Regions from separate parts of the Ovis aries genome. Here region 1 is linked to region 2. A link is a contact called in public Hi-C data. All regions are on one chromosome and are shown on one strand. The core of a region is the stretch at or near the end of the contact, and the rest is flanking DNA. Distances in the headings are between cores, read along the strand shown. Region 1 overlaps DSTN (destrin, actin depolymerizing factor). Region 2 overlaps BFSP1 (beaded filament structural protein 1).

Region 1 (3,068 bases), core at 148-2,647, 82 kb after region 2:
ACTCTAAAACTTTATTGGTGTGAAATTAACTTCTTACTGGCCAAATGCCTGTTTGGATGAGTTGGCTTGTTATAAACATTTTTGTTAAAGCTCATGATTTTTAATATTTAATAGTGCAGTTCACAAACCAGTAGAAGGCCACATGAAGAGAATTACTGCATCTTTGTTAACCCCAGCAGGTATTTACTTTTTTCTTGTTTGCTTAGAGATTTGGTCATAATCTGGTTGTAATTTTGGCCCAAATGTCTTTATTCCTTTGAGATAAATTGAATCATGGAAAGTAGTTCTCCTCACAACATGTAACAACACTGAAGTACTAACTTGGTGATTCTACTGGATGCATGGTGGAGACCGCCTTGAAGGGTGTAGGCTTCAAACCAGCGCTGGCCTTGCACTGTTGCAGCCCGTAGTTGGCAGAGGAAGCCGCTCCTGAGCCTGGGGCCGCTCACTCACAGGTCTGGTCAGGAGGCTGTTCTGAGAGAGGCCTCGCACCCTGGATTCAGGAGAGTGTGCACCATCTTGTAACAGCAAATTGTAAAGCAGATCTGGGCTCCAGCGTAACCCACTTTGTTAATGAAAACGGTGAGGGTGATGTATTGACAGACTGCGACTCTGTACTGTCTTTAGTTAATTATGTCTCCTTCAGAACTCTGTTGCTTCTGGTATAATAAAATATGGAAGAATGTTTTTTACTCTAGGGCCCGGGAGAACTTCTTCCTCTCCTAGAGTAGCTTGCAGCTGTACATGCAGTGGGGAGCAGGTATGATGGACAACACGGGAGGCCACGCTGAGCACCCCTAGAAGTGACTGTCCTTCACATCACAGGCATAACACTGAACAACCTAGATATGCACAAACAGTGGAATTTAGAAGTAGCAGTACTGGCTTTATGTAATAAAGGAAGCATTTGTAACTTCTCTCCTGTGTAATTATTCATGCGTGACTTGGGAATAAAGGATTTTGCCTTCCACATGTGTGGTTAGGTGGGGAGGCTTGGCTGTTTCAGACAATTACAGTTAAGATCACAGCTCCCTCCTCCTCTGATTGAATGAAAAGGTTGGTGTATATTTGGAAGCTGTTCTCTTATTCCAAATGTTTATCTAAATGCCAGGCTGTTAATCTCTTGTTTGGGAGCCAAAAAAAGGTTATGCTTTGATCAAAATACTTCTTTCCAGATTGTCTAGAAAACAGTGCTAGCTACTGGTTACATACAGGCTGCTTGTCATTCTTTCATCCTGAATTTCTCTGCTGCAGAGCAGTGCTCTCAATATTGACAGGCGCCCAAGAAACACTGCAGGCCCCAGACAGCCCTGGTGAAGAGTCAGCCTTGCAGGCAGAGCCAGGAGGTTCAGGAGGAGACCGTCTTCTCGGTGGTTTCACCTTGTGACGTGTGGAGCCACTGGTATGAGCACCTGCCTCCGTGCAGGTGTGTGTGTGGGGTGCTGTGGGGAAGGTTTCGCGCAGTGCCCAGGGGTGTGACATGTAAATAGCTCCCGGCGCTCAGCTCCAGAAATTGGGAAATGCTAACAGCCACTTATCTTTCTGCCGGGGAGCTTCTGGATTCCTGAGGTTGGGGCCCTAGATTCTCGCTCACCAACACTACAGGTAACTCTGTTGCAAAATGAGAGCCTTAGACCTCAGCTGACCCTGGTGAGGAATAAAACTGCAGGTTTTCTCTGCTTCCAGCACGTATTACACTTTTACAGGTGTTCACACATTGCTGAAGAGTGGGTGGAAAGCTGACTCAGGGTTCATTGAATGACTGCTCTTCTGCCCCGAGGAAGCGGCAGCAGATACCACCACTGACGTTTAGAGCTAACAGACATTTAGAGCTGGGCTGTGAAGTTAGTTATTCTGAGAATATTAATCTCGGAGAAAACCATGAACACGGTGAACCATGAACACGGAAAGATGGGCCTTGGTCGAGTGGGTTCCTTTCCTGGAGCCCTTCACCCCTTAGAGTACGCCTGGTCCACGCGCACGTGTGGCTTCCGTTCTTTACCAGCTTGTCCTTGGACTCAGAGCCTGAATGGGCCTGAGGACAGACGTTGATTTGTCACGATTTGGGGTATTTTCAAAACGTGGAAGCCACCTCCAGACCAAGTTCCAGCTGGGCTGGGGCTGGAAGGTCACTACATGGTTGGGGAGGGGCATTGGAAGGGGACTTACTGAGCCAGTGCCTCAGCCAGTCCAGGAAGGTAACTTGTCCAAGCTCACACAGCACTCGGGTCTCTTCCCGCCCGCCCCTCCCGCCCCCCAAGCTACTCCCATCACACTCCTGGTGAGTTATTTGTGAAATCTGGAATTCTGAGTTAGATTTTGTTCCATTTGAGGCAGGAAGGAAAACAACTCTTCTTTTGGGCTCTGAGTCCTGTTAGGCATTTGTGGAGAGTGTCTGGTGGTTTTACTGCCTGAAGGCCAGGCATCCCAGGGGTTGTGCGTTTTACTGACCACCCCCCCCCCCCCATGCAAGTGACCAGAGGTGATCCAAAAAACTGCAATGGGGCTTCCAGATCTAGAGGGGCTGCTAATGGGCGGTGAGACCCTGAGCTTCAGGTCAACCCTGGGAATCTTTGAACGCAGATGTTTTCAGAGCTTCCAGCTCTCCTGTCACCTGGGGTCCGGGGTAGGTGGCTGCCTCTCCATGCCCCCATCTACCCCCGCCTCCCCCATCTTCCTGGGCCTGAGGGTGGACCTGGCCCCTGGACAGCAAGGTCCACAGGCTCCCCCTGCTGGCCGGGAGCTGCCGCTGCCAGGCCTCTGGCTGCTGGGCCCTTGGGCCGAGGCCCTCAACCTGCCCATCCCCAGACGTGGATGCTGAAGTCCACAGGCAGCAGCTCGGCACCCCCAGGGTCTTTTGAGCCTGCCTTCCCCAGAGGTGACCCCATTCCTTTGCCTTCAAGGGGCTTCTGCCCAGCCTAAGTTTATTCACTCAGTCACATCCAGCTCTTTGTGACTCCACGGGCTATATGTAGCCTGCCAAGCTCCTCTGTCCATGGGATTCTCCAGGCAAGAATACTGGAGTGGGTTGCCATTCCCTTCTCCAGGGGATTTTCCCGATTCAGGGA
Region 2 (3,058 bases), core at 295-2,794:
TGTATGACTCAAAATAGCAATCCACTCCAGTACTCTTGCCTGGAAAATCCCATGGATGGAGGAGCCTGGTAGGCTACAGTCCATGGGGTCCCAAAGAGTCAGACACGACTAAGCGACTTCACTTCAGAGCTCAAACCAGCACGCTGTGACAACCTAGAGGGATGGGATGGGGTAGGAGGGGGCCAGGAGATTCAAGAGGGAGGGGACATATGTGTACCTATGGCTGATTCACGTCGATATTTGGCAGAAACCAACACAATACTATAAATTATCTTTCAATTAAAAATAAATAAATTTTAATAAAACTGTCTCCATTCAAACAGTCTCCTAGGACATCAAACGCCAAGGCACAGCCTCTGACTCCTGGTGTGGCCACACCCTCTTTACCATACCGGCATCCACACACTCCAGAAATGGCTTCCATGAAGGGATTCAAAGGACCCCTCTAGACCTGAATCTCAGAGGCAAGAATCCATCCAGAGTGGGTGAATCCCCACATAAGACTCTCCATTTCCATGGAGCGGTCCTGAGAACAAAGCCTGCAGGTCACAGACCAGTGTGGCTGGGGTCCATCAACCCCAGAGTCGGCTGGGCGGTAGGAGAACATGAGAGCTGGACACACTTTCATCAAAGCTCACCCTTCTACCTTGTGAATAAGAAAGAGCTGTGCCCGCAGCACCCACATGTTAAAGCTCAATAACTGAAACCTCCTCCATCAGAAGGAGGGGTGCTCAGAAAGAAATAATAAAAGCCCCCCTTTTGGTAGTTCAAAGGGGGCTAACGAGATGTCTCTGAGGGGACTGACTTCCATGTGGGCTTCAGACACCATCTAGCACCAGGCTGACAGTAAGAGAAAGAGACCCTCCTTCCTGGAGCCACAGTCCAGGTTGGCCACAGGGTCAAGCACAGGGTGTCACAGAACCCACGAAGAGGTCCAAGGTGCTGGGGAGGTGCAGGGGGCGGGGCATCACAGAAGGCTTCCAGGAGGAGGTAAGGCCAGTCCTGGGCGCTGCAGAAGCAAAGGGCCTTGCAGAGAGAGGCGTGAGAAGCAGAGAGGCGGGCGCCAGGTCTGCAGGGGTGGTCAGGAGAGGAGAGGAGCAGAGGGTTGCCCACTGACAGCCCCGGGTCACTACAAGAACAGCAGTCAAGCTGATACAGGGGGCAGAGGCAGGTGGCAGGTATGGGCCTCGAGGTAGCCTGAACTTCACTGTGAGCCAGGTAACTGGGCATTTCTGCCTGGACCATTTGGATCGACCAGCTGATATTCATCTCCCCACTTGACTGTAGGCAGGAGCCCAGCCAAGCTCTGCTTGGTGTTCCTGGACCTCACATGGGGCTCGCCAGAAACATCTGAGTGAAAGACAAGTGTTCTAGCACAGTTGTGGGGCCTGCCTTAGCACACACGGTCCTCAGGGATCCTGAGCTACGCCTCACGTGAGCCCCGTCTGGAGGGGTTACCTCTTGCCTCAGTCCTCTCAGGCCCCTGGACTCCTTTGGGTCCAAGGTCATTTCAAAAAGGAAAGAGAAACCATGTCCTTCCCAGATTACATGCCATCTTACCAAAACCTGCCACCAGATGGTGCTAAGGGGCTTTCACAAAAAATGACGTCTGGGCAACACACTCGCAAAAATCTGCATGTTTTCACTTCCTGTCACAAAAACTCATCTGACACAACTTAGAGAATTTAGAGAGCCTGTCCTTTCTCGGGCACCTGGAATAAGTACCATCTCATGCATGGCCCACGTGCAGGGGTCTCATGCGTGGTCCACGTTCAAAAGCAGGGGCCCCCAGCTCCAATCGTGGGTGCTGTTGCGGTCAACCTGCAGACCAGTGTTCTCAAAGCTGGCAGAGCCACCTGGGGGGCTTGTTGAAGGAGATGCTGGCCCCTCGCCAGAGTCCCTAATTCCACAGGTCTGGGGCAAGCCTGTGAATGCCCTAACCATAGGAAGAGCCAGCTGCCACAGCCCTGCTGGCCAAAGCCCTCAGGCTGCAAGGAGCGCTGCCCCACACCGTCCCCACCACATCCCCAGTCCCAGCCCTGGCCCCATTGAGGGGCTATGCTGACTGGTCTCCCTGGGAACATACAGCTTAGCTACTCCATCCGAAAGTCATGGCAACATTTCAAAATTAGCAAAAAGCCAGCTGTGAACATCTCATGAATCAGGCTGTGGAGGGCCCAGGCCGGGAACATGAGTGGCCCAGATGTAGAACATCCTGGCCCAGCATGGGACTCTCACCGCCCCCCTCCCCCGCCCAAATTAGTGACCTCCAAGTGCGGTTCCCGGGCTAGCAAGCAGCACCTGAACTTCAGAAAGGCAGGTTCTTGGGCCACAACCCGGACCTACTGAGTCAGAAACTCTGGGGTGGGTCCAGACATGTGTGTGTTTTAATTTGAGCTTATCAGGCAGACTTTTGGCCCCGGTGACCTTTACCCCTTAGCTTCTGCCCAAGACTCTGTGGTGTTAGTTGGCAAAGGGACTTTGCAGATGTAAGCAAGGTTCTTAAGCAGTTGAGCTTAAAAAATAGGGAGATTATTCTAGATTATTCCTGATCACATGAGCCCTCAAGAGCAGAAATCAAAGAGAGCAGATGCATGAGAAAGAGTCAATGTCCCTGAAGATGGAGAGTGGGCAGCATCTGGAATGACTACTGGTAGTAAAGAAACAGGATCCTTGTTCCTACAGGCACACAGAATTCCGCCAACATGACTGGGCTTGTGTGCACTTCTCCAAATGCTTAGTCACACACACAAATGTACACACACACATACGTACATACACACACACACATACACAGACATACAACTTATACACACATATATGCGTACACACGTACACACAAAAATATTCACATATATTATACACACATGTGCACACATACACACACACACACACTCAAACCCTCCCTCCATCCTCTCAGAGCCTCAGAGAAAACCACATACTCATCAAGTCACCAAATCAACGTGTCTGGTCCTCAAGCCACAGTTTGTCACCAGAGCAGGACGAGTTTTAAGGGGTCTCTTCAGCTGGGGTCTCTGCCCTGGGGACCATCTGCAGG

The links. A called contact is a pair of places that touch in the nucleus more often than the background predicts.
Region 1: a Hi-C map of liver shows a contact between it and region 2, with 2.1 times the contacts expected there. The contact joins two enhancer-like sites. A contact is called at or near these places in 6 of 16 Hi-C or Micro-C datasets (hypothalamus, liver, muscle and 3 more).

The regions. Positions count from the first base shown.
Region 1 is chr13:37,570,809-37,573,876 of ARS-UI_Ramb_v3.0, forward strand. It overlaps DSTN (destrin, actin depolymerizing factor), which reads left to right. Exons shown (of 4, transcript XM_015099645.3): 4 at 1-917. Among named protein-coding and RNA genes, the nearest start is that of DSTN, 26 kb to the left of the region's middle. Within about 2 kb of position 1,398, at least 22 of the 54 cell types and tissues checked have an H3K27ac peak or open chromatin away from gene starts, as enhancers often do. A contact at or near this core is called in liver, where this site is marked.
Region 2 is chr13:37,488,262-37,491,319 of ARS-UI_Ramb_v3.0, forward strand. The region is part of intron 5 of BFSP1 (beaded filament structural protein 1); the gene reads right to left. Among named protein-coding and RNA genes, the nearest start is that of BFSP1, 24 kb to the right of the region's middle. Within about 2 kb of position 1,545, at least 14 of the 54 cell types and tissues checked have an H3K27ac peak or open chromatin away from gene starts, as enhancers often do. A contact at or near this core is called in liver, where this site is marked.